Linked DNA regions of Mus musculus: region 2 is linked to region 1. Evidence: chromatin contacts called from public Hi-C data. All regions are on one chromosome and are shown on one strand. Each heading gives the region's core, a stretch centred on a gene start, on an enhancer-like site or on the middle of the called end of the contact. The rest is flanking DNA. Distances are from core to core; before and after follow the strand shown.

Region 1 (4,434 bases), core at 265-2,764:
GATTTCAAGTACAGTTGGTAAATGCTCTACCAACTATATGAGCTATATCCCTAGTCCATGAGGTTTAAGAGAGGCTGGCTTTCTAGCTGAGGCCGCCAGCTCCCTGGCAAGCCTTGTCAAACGTCTGGAATGATCAGTACGTTCTGAGGAGTCCAATAGCCTCCTTCTTCTGTGATCCCCTTCTTCTGTCTCCTTCCCATGGCTGCTGCCCTGAAGTATGCACTAGTCCCCAGCTCATCTTTCCTGTGGTGGCTGCTCTTGTTCACTGCTCACAGCCAGTGAGCGGCTGCCACTCAGTTTCTAGGCTTTCACATGAGCCTTCTCAGGCATATCCAGGCAAGGCAGTATCTATGCCCAAGCCTACTTCCTCCACTTTCAGTCCAGACTTCCCTCTGGCTGGAAGAGTTCTAGGGAAGAGCAGGGTTGGGAGGAAGTGCCAGAACTTTGGGGCTGGCTGCTTGACCAGAACTGCCAGCAGCTAGAAATGACAAACGTCACCTGCCAGGGCTGAACAAGCAAGTGATCTAACATAGTCAAATGACCTAACACAGAGGAAAAACAAGTGGCATTGACTTTGTTCCCTGTAAGAGCAAGCCAGCAGGTATCTATGAAAGGAATGGTCCTTTTGTCTAGACCCTTTATCATTCAAAAAGGGAGACAGAAAGGAACCTATCCTTATCTGTCACTGTGTACCTCGGCAGTGGCACACAGGAACATGGCAGCTCTTTGGGAGAGGTATGAAGGGAGAGTGTGGAATCAGGTTCCCAGGTTATACCTAATGGCCCCTTGGTATTCACATGAGCCTGAGGTGGACATTCTATCTACTGTTCCCACCCCACAATAGCAAAATGAACAAGAGGAAAGGACAGAGGTACTACTGTGATGGCAGGGCTAGGGTGGATCATGAAAACAACAGGCTCCGGCCACCTGTAAAAACTGTCCAGCTCCACGAGCTTCCTCTTCTGTTTGGGACTCACCTCCTGACAGCCACACCTCCCCCCACCCCCGCCACACCCGGTCACTCCCTGTTCCTGAGAGTACCAAGCAATTTCCACTCAGCCTGGAAGGCGCCTCATTGGAATGTTCTACTGATCTCTGGGGCTGGGCTCAGTTCTACCTATAAATTGAGGCCACTCCCACCAGCATAGGGCATCAGACTGTTGTTACCAGGCTACAGAGCTGACTCGCCTCCTCTGGGCAATCCCAAAAGGACGATTTTTGCTGCAGCTTCTATATTCTTTCTGAGAATGGAAACCCACACTCAATGAGGAAGGTTTTCACCTGCAGGAAAGCTCATGGTCTGGGAGTCTGTCATCACATTACTCTGAAGCTGGTTAATAAGGAAAGGGTTGCCTGCGCATGAGCACCTGTTTTTTGGGACATGGTGTAAAGATAGCCTTGGGCTGTTACAGCCACTGCAAACACTTTCCCACCACACACACACCTAGGCAGCTTTCTACAAGTGAGCCTCCCCATCTCCCTCCAGCAACATGACCACACACTTCCACTGTACATTTCCTCTTTCTGTCTTCTCATTTTGAGTCAAGGCCTCATAGAGCCCAGGCTGGCCTTGAATTTGACATGTAGGCAAGTATGTGCTTGGATTTTTGAGCCTCCTGCCTCCACTGCAGGAATGCTGAGATCATAGGTGTGATCCTCTGTACTCAGTTTAGTAGTTGTGGGTGATGGCTTTGTGCATGCTAGGCAAGAGTTGTACTCATGGAGCCACAGGCCTAGTGTGTTTACACTTGACAGTTGGGATCTCTGTTGAAGACTGTCTGTATTTAATATTGCACTATGCTAGTGCAAAGGGGGAAATGTAACCTTCCCAGAGTAGTCCCTGTGTGATGCTGGCTTAACTTAGGGAGCCGTGACTCTTTTATTCCAAAGTTGACAGTGCAGCTGAAATAAGTCCCAAAACATATATAGAGATAACAAGTTAGTTTCTATATGAACGACCTATAACAGCAGTGTTTCATAGCAGTAGCAGGAACAGCTTTTTCCAGGATCCTGGGCATGGTGGCACCCCTGCTACCCCAGCATCTGGGACTGGCAGGCAGAAGGAACAGGAGTCAAGATCATTCTTGCTGACATGTTGAACTAAAAGTCAGCCTGGGCTACAAAAGAAAAGTCTCTTTTCCTTTTCCCTTTCCCTCCCCACCTCTTTTCCCCCTTCCCCTTTCCTTTCCTTTCCTTTCCTTTTCCTTTTCCTTTCCTTTCTTTTTTCCTTTCCTTTCCTTTCTTTTCCTTTTCCTTTCCTTTCTTTTTTTCCTTTCCTTTCTTTTTTTTTTTCCTTTCCTTTCCTTTCCTTTCCTTTCCTTTCCTTTCCTTTCCTTTCCTTTCCATTTGTTTATTGAATGTGGAGGTCAGAGAATACTATACAGGAGTCAGCTCTCTCCCTCTATTATGTGGGTTCTGAGGATCAAATTCAGGTCATTAGGCTTGCTGGCAAATGCCATTCCTGTCTTTGCCACCTTGCCAGCCCAAGCCATCCCACTTTGGATGAGGAAAGTGTGCTTTAGTAAAAATCTGAAAGAGGATGTAGCCACAAAGAATGAAATGGGCAAGAGCATGGCCACAGCAGAGGTGTGGCATGCCAGAGGAGGAAGCCCTCAGAGAGTCAGACTGATAATTAACATCCTCTCAAGACATTTGCAGGGCCCTTAAGTTACCACCGACTTCCATTTTCAGGAAGGGACTGCAGGCAGCGCTGTTGAGGATGCTGGATTAGTTGCCTGCCATTTTCCTAAAGCTCAAGCAGACTTAGAGGTAAGCTGCAGAGGACAGGTCACAGTACAGCAGCAGGCTAGGTGCAGAGGTGGGAGGGCCCAGCTGCCTGGCTCATTCACTGGCTCATTCGTTCATTCATTCCTTCATTCCCACCATGAAAAAAACAGTGTGAAGAGGTTTACAATCTCCACCCAGCAAGCCAGAGCCTTCTCTTCCTTCCCACCATCTTTTACTTCAGGAAACCATGGAAGGGCTGCAGGGAAGTATTCCCAGAGGACTGGCTGCCTGAGGTAGTGAGACAGTTGGTGGAGTGCTGGTCCTGCATGCATGAATCCCTAGGTTCTATCCCCTGCATCCTATAACCTAGTCATAGTGGCACATGCCTGTAATCTTAGCATGCCCTTAATCCCAGCACTTGGAACGCATAGGCAGGCAAATCTCTTGAGTTCAAGGCCAGCCTGGTCTACAAAACAACTACCAGGATAGCCAGGGCTATACAGAGAAAAACAAAGAAAAAACAAAAAAACCCAACAATTTCTAGGGCTGGAGAGACTATGTTTTCCCGAAAAACCATGAATTATTTAAAGAAAATCTTATGCAAGGCAGGGGAGACCTCCCTACAAATTGTTGGTCAGGGGAGAAGACACTGCCCCCCCCCACACACACACACAACACAGGCTACATTCCGTACTTAGTCGTCCACTATAATTGGATAGTATGACCCTAGTGATGAAGACACAACCTATTTTAGTTGCAAGACATAGAGCTCCCTCCCTGCTGGATCTCTGTTGAAGTGCCAAAAGTGTTATGCAGGATGCTGGAGGAGAAGTTGTCAGTGGACGGAATTACCCAGTCATACTCTCTGCATCTCCAGTACTACTACTGTGCTACTCAGGATGTGCCTACTGGGGTAATTATCACATGGCAGTTCTCTGGTTGGATGTGAGGCTTGCTCCACAGGAAGGAATTCATGCCTAGCACTGCAAACCTGTTCAAAAGCCCATGGCTTGGGAGGTCGCAGACCCTAATGGGGTATCTTCACACTGTGGTCTTGCCAAATGGACAGGTTGCTAAATTGCCTTTTAAATATTTATATTTATACCCATAGATTAGTGCGGCTTTAGACTGGCCAGAAAAGCAGTAGGCAGCAGTCGGTCGGTGCAGAGGCTCATAACTGGTTAAAGTGCAGAGAGGACCGACTGCTGAGTGCCCAGCCCTAAACAAGACCACTGTACAACCCTCCAAGGCCCAGGGACATCTGGGAAGAGGAGCCAGAACGATGTGAGAGCAAGAGGCAGGGGAGAGTACTGTGAAACGCTGTCTTCTAGATGGGATTTATGAACTTAGAACAGTTATGGTGACCTGCACAAGATCAAGCCAGTCACTATTCCAGCATGGGCTCATAAGGCTCCACTCCTAGCTGAAGAGCTATTGGCAATTGATGGCTCCTAGGGGAGAGTCATTTTTCTTTGGGGCCAGGGCTGCTGTAGATTGCCCATGCTCTACAGGATAGCCCCATGTTTACCAAGACTATGGCATTGGCTTAAGAAAAATAATATAGCCCAATGAAGGGTGGCAAGAAATATATCATGATGTTTGACAAAAACAATGAGACTATCCAATGGCAGAAAGCCAGCTTTAATTCTGGAAGTGCTAGAGACTGAACTCATGCTAGGCAGGAAGGAGCTCTACCACTGAACCACA
Region 2 (3,921 bases), core at 1,282-3,781, 270 kb after region 1:
CCTCCTCTGCCTCCTCTGCCTCCTCTGCCTCCTCTGCCTCTGCCTCTGCCTCTGCCTCTGCCTCTGCCTCCTCTGCCTCCTCTGCCTCCTCTGCCTCCTCTGCCTCCTCTGCCTCCTCTGCCTCCTCTGCCTCCTCTGCCTCCTCTGCCTCTGCCTCTGCCAAGTGCTGGGATTAATGGCGTGGGCCACCACACCTGGCCCAAGGGGAGTCTTAAGATATTGTCTTGTCCAGGGACACTTGGCACCAGTCACCCATGTGGCAGATGTCGAGGGGGCTGGGAGCTGGGCCTGGCGCCTTTTCCAGGCTTCTGGAAGGGGAAGCAGAGAAGTCAGCTGTCTTCTGATACATGCTGGGTAACCTGGCACCCGAGGGCCTGGCCTCGGCGCTGGCCGGCTTCGTGGCTGGTCCGGCTGGTTTGTGAGGTGAGGAGGAGGAAGATGCTGACACTCTGGGTGAATGAATAGTGACCGGCACTGAGAAAAGAAAGGAAGCGGGAGAGGGAAGGAATGGGAGAAGGAGGGGCCTGATGCGCATCCCTGGGTGGTCTTCACAGTGGCAACATGCCTCTCTGTTTATGTCTCTACGCCCCCTCCACTCTCTGCTGCTCAGCCAGGCCAGCTCACCTTGTATGAATGAAGCTCCAAGCAGGACCCAGAGCTGCCCAGGGGCAAGAACACAGACTCCCAAGGCCAGTGCAGAGCTCACTCCTGCCTCTGTGCCTTCCTGGGGTTTCCATCTGGATCTGCCCTGTGCCCTAGGACTCTCAGCCTGAGTCCATGGACTGCAGGGACTTGGCATCGGGGAGGCTGCCTGAGCTGACCCAGCCCTGCTGACCCAGCCTGACCCAGCCCTGCTGACCTCTACACACACAGGGACATTCATTACTGCTGTCATTGTCCTGGTGACTGTATTACTGCAGTCTGTCTATTACTCAAGGCTAATATGGCAGGGTGACAGATAGTACCTAGGGGTGAGTCTTACAGAAGTAGATAACATTTGATACAAGTTAAAGGTGCCATCTGGACTATTCTAAGGAGTGTATGTGCATGTGTATACATGTGTTCATATATATATGTATTTTCTTTTCTTCCTTCCTTTCTTCCTTCCTTTCTTCCTTCCTTCCTTCCTTCCTTCCTTTCTTTCTTTCTTTCTTTCTTTCTTTCTTTCTTTCTTTCTTTCTTTCTTTCTTTCTTTTTTTTTTCGGGACAGGGTTTCTCTGTGTAGCCCTGGCTGTCCTGGAACTCACTTTGTAGACCAGGCTGGCCTCGAACTCAGAAATTTGCCTGCCTCTGCCTCCCAAGTGCTGGGATTAAAGGCGTGTGCCACCACACCTGGCCCATATATTTATTTTCTTAATTTTAGTTTTCTTTCCCTCTCCTTCCCCCCCCTTTTTTTTTCACTCAGCCTCACGTTGTGTGTTGCTTCTGCTGTGTGATGTTCTATCAGCCACTTGACCTCTCTGAGCCAGTGAGGTTCATGACATGAGATGAAACCTACTTCTCTTAGGGTATTTTCTAAGTTTTCATCACCTACCCTAAAGGCCTTTCTAATCACACCAGTGTCTGACACCTCACAGGCTTTCCCAAGATCCAGTATCGTGATTCTATCTCTGCCCCAGAGCCCGTCACTGACAACTGGCCAAGCCCACCGTGTGTCTGACTAGGGGACCTTCTGAGTCCACAGTACTTTGTGGCCCAGGACTTCCTACTGTAGAAGGTCCAGCTGGAGTCTTTACTTAGGAGTAAGTCATGAAAGCCTTCCTGGAGGAAGGAATGTTGGATGGATCCTGGACTGACAAGCAGTAAAATTAAAACTGCTCCCTTGGATGGGGCCGGCTCAGTGGTGGACCTGGGCCTCTGACCCTTTCGTTTGGGTATAGTGGAGAGTATGGGTCTTCCCATCTCTCTATGGGCTTTGAAACCATCCCCCCCAAACTGAGAGGGCAAAGATAGATGCTAGGTAGTGCTGTCCCAGGGGAACTGAAAGAGGGAAACTGAGTCACTATTGCTTACTGAACCTTTATCTCACCATAGCTCAGGCTGCCCTTAAAATCCAATTTCTACCCACTTCAGCCTCCCGAGTGCTGCTAGGATTATAGTCAGCTGCCACCATGCCTGGCTCTATCATCGCACTTTTAATTTGATTAACTCACTAAGTTTTGGTGCTGGAGTTAGGATCCAGGGCTTTGCAGGTGCTCTGCTGTTGAGCCAGGCTCCCAGCTCCTTCACTGGGTGTTTGTAGGTGCGGCTCTACCAATGAGCCCCGTCCTGACCCTGCCTCTGTTCCGTTCTAGAAACTAGGGAGGCAGAGTGGATATGAACCACTTGGGTGGGAGCAGCCATAAGCTAACCTTGTCCCCTCTCCCATTTATCTGCCTCAGGCCTTAAATGGAAGCTGAGGCTGGGACACACAGGGATTGAGAACCTGGGGCACTGTGACTTAGATGGAGGCAGGAGGTCAGCCTTGGTCTGGATGAGCTGGCCGTGCGGTCCATTCAGATTTTCGTTAGCGGAGCGCCACCTAGTGGTGTTTGTGGAAACCAGTCTAACTTCCCGTTTCTTGGTTGTTAAAAAGAGAGAACAGCAAAGGAGAGATGGGAGTCTGGATCCCTCACTGGGCTATGACTCCTGACACTTAGAGGCCAAAATAAGGAGAAAGTGGGTGGCGCAGCGGCAAGTGCTAACTAGACTTTGGCCGTAGCCCCGACCTTAGTCTTAGCCTGCTTTTGGCCCGACCTGGGTTTTTGTGTCCATGTGGTAGTTGCTCTGCTCTCAACTTCCTAGTATAGAGTATTCTTTAAGACAAACTATGGGCATCCAGGCATTGGTGCACACTTGTAATCCTAACACCCAGGAGGTAGAGGCAGGAGAATCAGAAATTCAAAGCCATTCTTGACTGCATAATGAATTCAAGGATAGCCTGGGCTATGTGAGACTAGTACAAATGAGATGAGGGGGAGAAACAAAGAGAAGGAGGAGGAGGAAGAGGGAAGAGGAGGAGGAGGAAAACAAGAAGAAATGACTCAGGGAGTGTCAGTGTGTGTGAATTTGGGTATTAGTGTGTTCGCATGTATGTTTGTGTGTCTGTTGTGTGTGAATGTATTTCCCTGCATGGGGGTGACTCTGTAAATAAATGCTAGCTTTCAAGTATGTATCTGTTTGCGTGTAAGTGTGTGAATGAATTGCTGTCTATGTGTGTGTGTGGCTATGTGTATGATTGCGTATGTGTGTGTCTCCATGTGTGTGTGTGTATATCTATGTGTCTGTCTGTCTGTGTGGCTATGTGTGAGTGTGCATCTTTGTGTGGGTATATCTGTATGTGAGTGTGTATATGTGTGGCTGTGTATGTGTGGCTGTGTATATGTATGTGTGTGTCTATATTGTGGCTATGTGTGAGTGTGTCTGTCTGTATATGAGTGTGTGTGTGTATGTGTGGACATGTGTGTCTGTCTGTCTATATGTACGTGTCTGTCTGTCTGTGTGTATCTGTATGTATGACTATGTGTATGTCTGTCTGTCTATATGTGTGTCTGTCTGCATGTGTCTGTATGTGTAGCCATGTGTGTGTTTGTCTGTCTGTATGACTGTGTGTCTCTCTGTGTACTTGTGGATCTTTGTTTATGATGTGCCTGTGGATATAAATGCCCCTCATTCTAGAAGTATGTGACTGCAGCCCCCGTGCTTGTGGGATTTGGGGAACACCTGCTTTTCACACTTGGCACCCCTTCTTGGGCTCACAGGTGCCTACCTGGATCCAAGGAAGGGCTGAAAACTTCTTTGAGGACCCCCTCTTGATGGGAGGACTTGAAGGGCTCCCCTGCTTCGTGATGTCAGTTTGGAAGTGTGAGGTGCTCTGGTGGGGACCATGAAGAGGATGCTGTGCAGCCTCCATTCAGTATGGACTTTACTTTGTTAAGATTT

Evidence for each region. Hi-C and Micro-C count contacts between places; a contact is called where the count stands out from the background.
Region 2: a contact with region 1 is called in a Hi-C map of bone marrow-derived macrophages, with 22 read pairs. The contact joins two enhancer-like sites. A contact is called at or near these places in 1 of 15 datasets of contacts at CTCF or cohesin (large pre-B cells), 22 of 484 Hi-C or Micro-C datasets (B cells, ECoMG myeloid progenitors, ECoMG-derived neutrophils and 11 more) and 2 of 115 datasets of contacts at active chromatin or transcription factors (embryonic basal ganglia and embryonic stem cells).

What each region holds. Positions count from the first base shown.
Region 1 is chr5:136,395,392-136,399,825 of GRCm38.p6, forward strand. The region is part of intron 3 of Cux1 (cut-like homeobox 1); the gene reads right to left. All of the region lies in intron 2 of Gm16599 (a long non-coding RNA gene), which reads left to right. Among named protein-coding and RNA genes, the nearest start is that of Gm16599, 4.7 kb to the left of the region's middle. Within about 2 kb of position 1,515, at least 67 of the 459 cell types and tissues checked have an H3K27ac peak or open chromatin away from gene starts, as enhancers often do. A contact at or near this core is called in bone marrow-derived macrophages, where this site is marked.
Region 2 is chr5:136,662,195-136,666,115 of GRCm38.p6, forward strand. All of the region lies in intron 2 of Gm38722 (a long non-coding RNA gene), which reads left to right. Among named protein-coding and RNA genes, the nearest start is that of Myl10, 30 kb to the right of the region's middle. Within about 2 kb of position 2,532, at least 23 of the 459 cell types and tissues checked have an H3K27ac peak or open chromatin away from gene starts, as enhancers often do. A contact at or near this core is called in bone marrow-derived macrophages, where this site is marked.